2 separate regions of the Rattus norvegicus genome follow, and region 2 is linked to region 1. The links are chromatin contacts, called in public Hi-C maps. All regions are on one chromosome and are shown on one strand. Each heading gives the region's core, a stretch centred on a gene start, on an enhancer-like site or on the middle of the called end of the contact. The rest is flanking DNA. Distances are from core to core; before and after follow the strand shown. Region 1 holds the start of Snupn (snurportin 1). Region 2 holds the start of Sin3a (SIN3 transcription regulator family member A).

Region 1 (5,442 bases), core at 526-3,025:
AGCCTGCTAACCTGGTCAGACCTTACTTACTGACTTACTTACTTGCTTTGTCAGGAAGAAAAAGAAAACAGGCTGGAACCAAGCTCACCAATACCTAAAATCCCAGCACTGGGGGGGATCATGGAGGGATGGCAGGAAAGGAGGATCAGCAATTCAAGACCAGTCTCAGATACATAGGGAATTCTAGACATGTGCAGGTCTATTGAGACCCTGCCTCAAAAAAACCAAACAGGCTGGAGAGATGGCTCAGGAGTTAGGAGCACTTGCCACTCCTACAGAGGAAACTAGGTTCAATTCCTAGCACCAATACAGTGGTTCACAACAAATCTGATACCCTCTCCTGGTCTCTGTGAGCACCAGGCAAGCACATGGTACACATACATATAGTTAGGCACATAAATAATAAACTTAATCTTTTTAAAAGGGGGTAGCTGGAATTATAGCTCAATAAAGGAGTTGTCTCCTTTGCATATGTGATGCCCCTAGGTCCAACTCCCGGTTCTGCATCAACGTAGCTGTGCAGTTGGCTTTGTAGCTCAGTGACAGTGCTTGGTTTTGATTGGTTTGGGGGTGGAGCAAGGTTAGTAAACATGAATTCACCATCTTAACCTCAAATATACAGTTCTGCAGTGGAAAGTATTTTTACATTGTTATCAACTGTTTCCACCCTGCAAGACTGGGCAGGACAGGATAGGATCTAGGGTGGAAGGGTACTGGAGAGATGATTCAGCCATTAGATTAAGAGTACTGGTTGCTCTTCCAGAGGACCTGCGTTCCACACGGTGATTCATGACCACCTGGAAACCAGTTCCAGGGAACTGGAGCCCTCTTCTGACTTTCCTCCCAGCACTGCACCCAAATGGTGCTGATACACTAAGGCAAAACACACATACACATATGCATACATGACCCATGAAAATAAATAGGAAAAATAAAGGATGGTGCTATACCTCAGTTGGTAAAGTACTTGCCAAGTATGCACCATATTTGCACCAAGCCTTGGGTCATACATAACCCAGGAGAAAAAAGAAAGCTGCATTCCTATATTCTTAAGACATTAAACATATTTTTCTTCTGTTTTGTTTTTTTCGGGACAGGTTTTCTATGTAACACACCTGGCTGTAATGGAACTCGCCTTGTAGACCAGGCTGGCCTCGAACTCATAGAGCTCTGCCTGCCTACTGAGCGTTGAGATTAAAGGCGTGCGCCACCGCGCCCAGCTAAGAGTGCTTTCTTAGAAAATTTGTTAAAAGTGCCATTATCAGTGTGAATTTAAGGTGTGCATTACAGTCTTTGTAATATAACGGGGAGTATTCGGTAGATAATTACTGCGCTTCCCCCTCAGTATGCCATTGAAACGGTCCCTAACGGTACCCTAGGTGGCATACACCTGCAAAGCAGCAAGGCAGGAGGCCGAGGAAAGAAGCAAACGAACTCTTAAGTGTCAGGCCCACCAAGCCTCTTCTCCAGCGCTACAGATGCTCCCACCACGCGTCCGTGAACTCTGCCGTCCTCCCCTCTGCTGTCTCTCTGGCAATGGAGTTGTCTGTTTCTCGGTTATAGAATTCGCCTTGCTACACATTAATGTTCCTCATGAGTTAGGGCCAGTCTGTCTGGAATACGACGACAGAAAGATGGCCAAATCCGAGACCCGCAAGACTGGCCGGCCTCCACAGGTAACAGCGGTGAAGCCAGAATCCGTCGGAAGAAGTTACAGCTTGCGCTGAGAGAGAACTCCAAAGTAGACAAGGCCAGACTTACCACACCAAGGTGCCACTCGCGCACGCCGCTGGTGCCTACGCCGATTGACCAATTAGGTGCCCTAGCGGAGCTAGGCACGCCCCCTCAGACTTGTCACGCAAACTTCCGGCTCCGCCTGCCGCGGTGCATCGCGGGAGTTGAGTCGCGGCAGGCCATTACTTCCGCCCTGAGCTAAGGGACGCTTCTCGCCAGGAAGGGGCTTTCAGATTTGGTTTAGGGTTTGTTCGAGATTCTAGTGATATTGTCAGTGGCGCGGAAGCTTCAGTACTGATCGCAAACTTGCCCCGTGTCCTTTCACCGACAAAACTGTGACTTCATGGCCGCCACCTTCCCAGGTCTGCCCAAGTTGCAGAGTTGCGGCGACAGCCCCTTTGTCTTGCTTCTGTGGTTTTCTCAATGACTTTCAAGTTTCGAACTAATAAACTTTTTTTCCCCATTATCCCTTCTAACACGACGCGAAAGGGCCCTGATTCGATTCCTGAGAGGTAGCGTTCAGCACTTGAGTCCGATGTGAAAGTGACTAAATGAGTGGACCAGACCAAACCCATAAACCGTGTCTGCAGGGTAAGACTGCTAGGATGTAAAATGAAAACAGGCTTGCTACTTACCCAGTGCTTATAATGAGAGCCAGATGCGTTGCTTCTAACGCCTCAATGAACCCGGGTGTGGGTAGGGATGTAGCTCAGCAGAGTGGGTAGGTGGGAGGTGAAAACAAGACTTGTGATAGTGCTAGCGCATGCCTTTTAATACCAGCACTCAAGAGACAGATAGGCAGATCTCTATGTTAGAGGACACAGAGTCTTCAGAGTTCCTGGAAAGTAAGGAGTCCTGTGGGTGGCCGGGAGGGAGTAATTTGGAGAGGGTGGTGGTGGTGGTATCTGGCGCAAGCCATTAATCCTAGCACTCAGGAAACAGAGGCAGGCATATATCTGTGAGTTCCTGCCTCAAAAAGAAATGACAAAATATACATGTATAAAAATAGCAGGATGGACTGGAGAGGTGGCCCATCGGTTAACAGCACTAACTTCTTTCAGAGGTCCTGAGTTCAATTCCCAGCAACCACATGGTGGCTCACAACAATCTGTAATGGGATGCGGTGCCCTCTTCTGTTGTTTCTGTAGAGAGTGATCCTCCTGAGTTCAGCCCAGACTGCCTAGAATACGACGACAGAAATATGGCCAAATCCGAGACCCCACCCCACCCCCCAAGACTGGCCGGCCTCCCCAGGTAACAACTGGGAAGCTAGAGTCCTGGGTCTGTCGGAAGAGGTTACAGCTTGTACTGAGAGAGAACTCCAAAGTAGACAGGACCAGACTTACTGCACCAAGGAGCCACTATCCCGCAGCTAGTGCCTTCAAGGACTGACCAATTTCTGAATGACCATGTCATTCAGAAAATCACATTAGCAAGATAAAGGGTCTGAGCAGACCCAGGGAGGTGGCCACCATGAAGTCACAGTTTTGTCCTCAAAAGACCGGGAGCAAGTTTGATTATCAGTATTGAAGCCTCCACACCACTGCCAATCTCAATAGAATACAGAACAAATAAAATAAATAAATCTTTAAAAATAATAATAAGATAACAGGAACAGGTTGTGGTGGCCCTTGACTGTAATAATAGGCACTTGAGAGGTAGAGGCAGAAGAATTAGGATTTCAAGTAACGTCTTGGCTCTGTGACACGTTTGAAGCCAACCTGGGCCACATGAGATCCTGTCTCATAAACTAACACAGAGGGGATGAAGAGATGGCTCAGCAGTTAAGCACATTGGCTGTTCTTCCTGAATTCAATTTTTTCAGCTCCGAAAAAAAGAAAAGGGGAAAAAAAAAAAAAGAAAAAAAGAAAAATCCCAACTCAGGAACCTAAACTGTAGGATTTAGAGTTGGAACAGTGGTTCATAACCAAAGGGGGGAAAATGCCAGCTAGCATGTTGGCACCATGTCTCTAATTCCAGCACTTGGGAAGTAGAGGCAAGCAGACCTCTATGAGTTTAAGAGAAGCCTGCTAAGTTCCAAGACAATTAGAGCAACATAGTGAGACCATGTCTCAAAAAGCAAAAAAAGAAAAGAAAATGCCACCAGGCCAGACTGAGTGAGTGCTGAAACAGAGCAAACTGCAGACCTGCAGAAACTTCGGAAACCAAAATGCAGCAGACATCTGAGTTCCCAAGGCAGAGCCACCAGAGGGGCAGATAGAAGTCCTGGCAAGTGAAGAGACAAATATATTTTGGGCTACTGGGAATTGGAATTTCTTCAGGAATCACATGTTGGGAGAAGGAAAAACCTGAAGCCTGGTGCCAGCAGAGGAAGAAACATTTTCCTGGATAGAGATTTGACACTGCTCCAACATCTTATTAGAGACCACCTTACCCAAGATTCCTTTGGTTTAATTTTCACCTTTATTTAAGTTCTAACCTCATGTCAAGACCCTGAGGATATGAAGGCAGGTCACTGGCCACTCCTGCCTCAGTCTCTTGAATAACTGGAATGTGAGTCTATAACATCTCTTACTGATGTGTTCAGTGGAATGCACCATGCCTGGCTTCATCTTCCTTCTTTTTGGGAGTTTGAAGGGTAGGGATAGTTTCAAAAGTCTTGTGCAGCCTAGGCTGGTCAGGAACGATACAAGTAGTGGATGACCTTTGATCCTTCATCTGTTCTGAAGTTCTGAGATTACAGTGTATACAGCACGTCCCATTTTTCTTCCTCCTTTTCAACAGTCAGCTGACATCAGGTTAAATGTATTCAGTCAGCAAGAGAGGCCAGTTAATATTAAATTTATAATTCTATTTTCATTGTATTTATTTTTCATTTCAGGGTACTGGGGACTAAACCCTAAGACTCACATTCTAAGTGCTTTTCACTGGCTAACTGAGCCATCCATTAATCTAAAGGAAGCCTTAGCCCTTTATAGCCAGTCCTTTGTGGGTCTCATGAAGTTGCCTAGACTAGCACAGACTTACACTTAAATCTAGGAAGGTTTGGGTTGGGGATTTAGCTCAGTGGTCCTCCAGAAAAAAAAAAAATCTAGGAAGGTTTAATCTTATAATTCCCAGCTTTATCATCCAAGAAGCTTGGATTACAGATCTACACAAGACCCAATTTCTAGATATTGTTCTTGTTTATAAAGATTTATTTTTAGGGGGCTGGAGAGATGGCTCAGCAGTTAAGAGTACTGACTGCTCTTCCAGAGGTCCTGAGTTCAAATCCCAGCAACCACATGGTGGCTCACAACCATCTGTAATGAGATCTGATGCCCTCTTCTGGTGTGTCTGATGACAGCTACAGTGTACTGATATAAATAATAAATAAATCTTTTTTAAAAAATAGAGGAAAAAAAGATTTATTTTTAGTCTGTGTGCATGATTTGCCTAAATATATGTGTATGTACCACAAGTATATATACCTGCTACCCAAAGAAGGCAGAAGAGAGCATTTCAGAGGGTATATAAATGCTAGAGCCCTGATTGGTTGTTGGGTTGTTGCTGGTTAAGTAGTCATGTGCAAAGACAAAAGGAGAAATATATCCTCATGGTAAAGATCAAACTTGCCCAATCTCATGGAGTCATTTTCCTAATTGAGGATCCCTGAACTCTAGTGACTCTATTGAAAAAGAAGTGTATGAAATGTGTGCGGAGCTGGAGATAGCCTGGCAGGTAAGAAGACTTAAGGAGACTGGGCCC
Region 2 (5,913 bases), core at 2,728-5,227, 140 kb before region 1:
CTATGTAGACTAAACCTCTGTGTACTACTTTCCTCAGTCACTCATTCTGTGTTCCTGAGGCAGTGTGTTGTGTAGCCCAGGCTGAGCCAAACTCCCAAAGTAGCCAAGATGCCTTGAACATCTATCTTCCTGTATCTAGCTCCCAAGTGCTGGGATTACAGACATATTACTGTATATGTGTATATGTATCTATGTGGTCTCTCATAGAGAGGCCCACCTTTGAACCCCTCCAGGGATCAAATTCAGTTCTTCAAGCTCTAGGAACAAGTGCTGTGCCTACTAAACCATTCTGCTGTCCCTAGTTAAGTCTGTATTTGTGCATAAGCAAGCCAGGTCAACCTCAGCCATCACCCCTAAAGTCCATTTTTCAAACATGTTCCTTTACTGGCCAGGAATTGGCTCAAGTAGGCTAGCACCAGGGGATCCCCGATGATCTACTGCTCCTAGTGTTAAGAGTTCAGGCCAGGCTACCACACACTTAGATTTCCATGGGCCAGCTTTTCAAGTATCTCTCAAAAATAGGACAAGTCTTCTTGCTTCAGTGGCATTTTTACTGACAGGTATTTCCCTGGCCCCTCACCTTGTTGTTTTTGAAATATTTAGTTATTATTGTTAGGAAGGTTGCACAGATATGATAGTCAGAGGACAATGTTCAGGAGTTAGCTGTCTCCTTCCACAGTGGATTCCTGGGATCTAACTTAGTCTTAAAGAATTTGCATGGTAAATGTCTTTACCCACTGAAGCCACCTTCACTTGTAAAACATGCATTTCAAAACAGAGATGTAACCCTAGCTGAGGCAAAAGCAAGAAAATCACTGAGTTCTAGGCAGGCTGAGCTCCAGAGCGGGTTCAGATAAATGAGTGGCCCATTTCACCAGTCCACAACTCAAAGCAGCCATGCGTGCACATACAATTAAACACATTAGCAAATGATCAGAATCGGAGTTCAATAAATATAAACCCTTATTACAAGAGGGATGCTATTGTTTAAAAAAGCAAGTACTATCTTTTTAAAAGAAGAATCAAAAGATATAAGTCCATACACTTTTAGTTGGGGAAAAAAACCACTAGATTACTGAAGGTCATGAACACAACCTCTGAATTCTGAGTAAATTTCCCCCTACAGCTACCCTGGATAGCCTTTCAGGATATTGGCTGCACTGTCAAGATGGCTGTGCTTTGCCAGGAATCTAATTAATACCGATCTCAAGTCTTAAAAAAAAGAAGAAAAAAAAACTTCTTTATGCGAACTATTAAGGCCTGAATTTAAAAGTATTAACATTTTTCAAAGCTATATTTCTGTTTTTTTCACACGTGTATAGATATATGGGTATGCACCTGTGTCTGGGTGCCTAGGGGCCAGAGGTGTCAGTACTTGGAGCTCCAGATACATGTTGACATGGGTGCTAAAAACTGAACTCAGGTTCTCTTAGATACTAGTAAGTAAAAATAAACATATAGTACTGATGGATGGAAATGTAAAAATAGAAAAAACAAAAACAAAAGCAAACAAATATAACTAGGTTCTTGAATTTTTAAAGCCTAGGACTTGTGACTCCAGCACACAATCTAGAATACACATTCTATAAGAGTACGAATTATGCCCAGCAGTGGCGGCACATGCCTTTAATCCCAGCGTTTGGGGGGCAGACAGATCTCTTGAATTTGAGTCCAGCCTGGTCTAGAGGGTGAGCTCCAGGACACCCAGGGCTACAGTTAAACTCTTGTTTCTAAAAACAAAACAAGAAAAACAAAAAAGATATGAATTAGGTCATCTGTATTTCCCAGACTGTGCTTCAAATGGTAGAATTAACTGAGGTTAGGCAAACTTTCCTCAAAGGCTAAGCATTCTCTACTACCGTTTTCAATGTGCTACATCTGTAAGACACCCAAGTTCTTATCTTTTGGCCTCCACCTCAATTCTGTTACTACTGCTGTTGTCACTTTTTTAGCTGAAAAGTGAATATTTAACCTCTTCATTATGTACGGCACAGGGCATGGTTTTCAGCCTCTACTGAACAAAGGACAAATCCAGAATTTAGCTTCAGAAATTACATATAAACGATGGGGTTAGAGACGGCTCAATACAGACTGCAGACTGCTCGTGCAAAAGGACCTAAGTTGGGTTCCCAGAACCCATGTCGGGTGGCTCATAACCACCTGTTAACTCCACCTACAGGGGATCTAACATCCTATTCTGGCCTTACACACGCACGCACACTTTAATATAAATCTTTTTTAAAAGTGGTTTATACATACTCATTCAGACATCAATACATAAATTAAGGATTCAGTGTTTACTTTTCATAAAAAGTTCTCTAAATAAGATCAGCTAACACCAACCCACCTAATAAGGTTACCTGTGCAATAAATCCACAATGGCCAAAGTAACACAGGTTGGGAGGTCATGCTACACATAGGTTTCATAAGGTTCAACCTACTTAGCATCTAAAAAGATCTTTAAGGACTAACAATTACATAAAACTAAAAGAGAACACAAAATTTTAAGTTACCTTTGTGCAGCTAAGCTTATATAACAAAACCTTCTGTAGGTTAAAAAAAAATCAAGAAATCAAAGTATTTTACTTAAATTAAAAAGAAAAATTCTGACTAGAGGAAAAAAAATCAGCCCTGGGGTATAACCTAGTGGTGAAGCAATACTTATGTGCCTTAAATAAACTCCGACACACACAATCATCTTCAAATATCATCTCTGCCAAAGACCAGTTTTAAGATTAAGAAGTAAATTCAATCCTTTCTCTAGAAATACAGTCTCAGCTTTATAAGGAGCTGGAACGGCAAACTGAGTTTAAAGTCCTGAGGTACCAAAAATGGTAGCAAATTTTAGCTATCTACCCATGGGTGCACAGCTTAGCTCTGTTAAGGCACAGTAGCTGAACACCAAGGGAACTCTAGGAAAGGTTGGCGCCCTCCAGAATCTCAGTCTCTGAGTACGCTGCCCCTCCCCCACCGGCCACTGGCGGGGAAGCATGGGCCCAGCACCAGCCGCACCCCACCGCAGACACTCCAGAGAGGACGCTGAGTTTCTCGTCCCAATAATTACAACTAAGAGGAGCAGCTGACCACGCTTCTACTCTCCATAGCTTTTAAGGCGCCATTCACGATGCGTGAAGCAAAGTAGAGACTACAGCTCCGGGCCACGATGCCCCAAGCAGAATGGATGGAGAAGCCACAGCAGAAAGTCGGGACACCTCCACCGCTCCCAGTCTACAAGCGGCCTTCCCACCTACAGGGACGCAGGGCGGGGCAGACACGGAACCCTGACCCCTGCCAGACGCTACAGCGGGCTTTCCCCAGCTATGCTTCACAGCTAAGGAGGCGGAAATCCCGGCGGGGGCGGGGCGGGAGGGGCGTGGCATCACAGCCCCGGACGCGCCTTCCGGCCAACCGGATCCCGCTAAGGCGGGGGAACACAGGCTTCACGCCCCCTCGCCGCCGCGCCCTAAAAGCCACACGCCGGGACCCTCTTCTCGTCCCGCACACCCCGCGGACCCAAAGCAGTACAACCCGTGTCCCCGCCCACAAGGGGAGAAGGGGCGGGGCCACGGCCGCGGGCCTTTAGTCCCAGCCCGCCCCGCCCCTTTCTCCACCACCGCACGCGCGCCGGCCCCGCCTCTGATCGGCGGGACTAGGGCCCGCCCCTCCGTGCGCACCGGGACTACGCTCTCCTCCCCCTCCCGCACTGAGTGCGGCTCCGCTCCGCCCCCCACAGCCACGCACGGGAAGCCGAGGTCAGCCCCCCCGAAAAACACACGCCCTCCAGTCCCGGGTTACCCGCCACCCAGCTGCTGGGCAGACCGCGACGCGGCGTGCTCTCACCGCAAAAGCTCCAGCCACTCAGCCTGCGCGTCGCTCCCGGCGTGAGCCTCGCACCCAGCACGGAGGCCCCGGAACGGCGCGGGCACAGGCCCGCAAGAGCGGACTGGCAACCTCCTTTGCGCCTACGAAGCGGTCACAGGCCTGGGTGTCCAGACTGGGAAGGAGGGAGGGAGGGAGGGAAACTCTAAGGGGGGAAGGGGAGGGGGGAAGATGGAGAAACCGTCTCTGCCGCCTCTACCGCCGCGGCCGCTTCTCTGTTACCCGGGAAATCCCGCCCACTCTCCCGGCCCGCCCCGCCGAGGGAAGGCTTAACCTCGCTCCGCCACGGGATATATTACCCATCCGTCAATGGTTTAGCCAATCACCGTGCCGCAAAGGCCTATTCCCGCCCTCTTCCCTCGCTGGGAGGGGAGAGCAAGCCGCTCACCTTCTCCACGCCCCTATTGGCGGGGAGAGTCCCTAACTCAACCCCGCCTATTGGAGACTGATTGCCGAATCCCTCCTCCAGGCTCCAATACTATTGGAGGAAGAAGGGTACCTCGTCACATCTCATTGGAGAGTCTCACATATCCCTCCCCATACCGCCCCAGCCACAGGCCTAACAAATCGGCTCCCGCCTCCGCCGGTTCCCGCATTGGAAGACTACCTTTGCTTCTCTCATAGCCCTAGGAAGGTAAGTAACCAATGTGGGGTAAAAATGTCCTTAAGTGAGGCCGACTCCACCCACTACACTGCTGGGCCAGGCTCCGCCCCCAAAGATCTGATTGGACTATCTTGGCGCCGGTAGGAGCCGCCATTGGACACGGCGCCGGTCCAGGAAGGAGACCATTCCGCCCTGCGCGAGGATGCTGAACCTTAGCAGTCCTTTTGTGGAATGTTTACACTGGAGACTGAAGCTCAGCGTTCCAAGGCCGGGACCGGAGATGGCGCGCAGCGCAGCGGTCGAAACCGGAGGCTTTGAGATTTGAAAAGGAAAAGGCAGTAGTATTACCACCATTGGAGGATTAACCAAAACAATGACAGAAAGCCTCGTCCTTCCTACCCACTTATTTTTACACTTTCACGGTCTTCTAAACACAGCCATCTGGAGCACTCAGCAGCTACTTTCAGCAAGCCGACTCCAAAATTAATGTCTGGAGCTCTAATCTGATACAAAAAACCCAGATATTACTAGCCAGTCGCCAGAGCCGGCTGCATACTGTGACACTGGGACAACCAGAATCCGCAGCCCTCAGGGGGCGGAGATAACCCAGCGGAGGCCTTTAAATGTCACCGCCTGGGCAAGCCTCCGGAAGGCGGAGCATGAGAGAAAAAAAAATGTATTCCAGGTCGGCCGGGTAGATCCAGGGACATTTTAAACTGGAGGAAGGGATGCAGAAAAGCTCACACAGACCACTGTATAAATAAACCTTGAGTGTGCATTCACATTCAGATAACGAGTAAAAATTCCAGATTGTGTGAAGGATATGGTCTTAAAAACGACTGTTCAAAGGGAAGAGCCTGTAATCGCAACTATCCTCGATAGGGCAGGAATAGTGTCTCCTAGGCCAGCCCCTTCAAAAAAAAAATGTGAGGGGTATCCATGGCCTCCTTGGCAGAATGAGTTAATGGCGGTCTCTAAGCCTTCTTGGTAGGTAACAATGCCTAAACATATAAAGTGCTTTGAGATACCTAATTCCTTTCATTTATTCACTAATAAGGCGTAGGACCGATGCCGACCTTGCTTTGGGGAGCCTTTTGCTGCGCCGTGTGAGGTTAGGCGGGGTTAGTCTTCCCGCGCTCTAGAGCAAAGGGAAAAAAATCCTCCCTAGAGTCGAATGTCCCCAAGAGATACAACACCGGGAACCGTTTCGTAAATCCAGTGCTGCTCTCCTGTAATCCTACGGAGACAGCCATAAACAAGTGTTGGCAACAGGTGGGTCTCAGTCCTAGGATGGCTTCACGCCGTGAGGCCATAGTAAAGAGTTGTGAACTCCAAGAGTGGCCGACAGGTGGGAGCAGCCACACCGGTCAGCCACACCGGTAACAAGCCAAGCCCTGTTCCAGGACAGGGCTTTAAAAATAAGAAAAAAC

The links. Hi-C and Micro-C count contacts between places; a contact is called where the count stands out from the background.
Region 2: a contact with region 1 is called in a Hi-C map of kidney, with 3 times the contacts expected there. The contact joins the promoter of Sin3a here to the promoter of Snupn in region 1. A contact is called at or near these places in 8 of 12 Hi-C or Micro-C datasets (the Rat2 cell line, frontal cortex, hepatocytes and 5 more) and 1 of 1 datasets of contacts at active chromatin or transcription factors (oligodendrocytes).

Annotation. Positions count from the first base shown.
Region 1 is chr8:66,240,460-66,245,901 of GRCr8, reverse strand. Snupn (snurportin 1) reads right to left here and starts at 1,775. Exons shown (of 9, transcript NM_001004270.1): 1 at 1,762-1,775.
Region 2 is chr8:66,379,847-66,385,759 of GRCr8, reverse strand. Sin3a (SIN3 transcription regulator family member A) reads right to left here and starts at 3,977. Exons shown (of 21, transcript NM_001395640.1): 1 at 3,841-3,977. It overlaps LOC120094171 (a long non-coding RNA gene), which reads left to right and starts at 3,494. Exons shown (of 3, transcript XR_005488213.2): 1 at 3,494-3,752; 2 at 4,349-4,513; 3 at 4,628-5,286.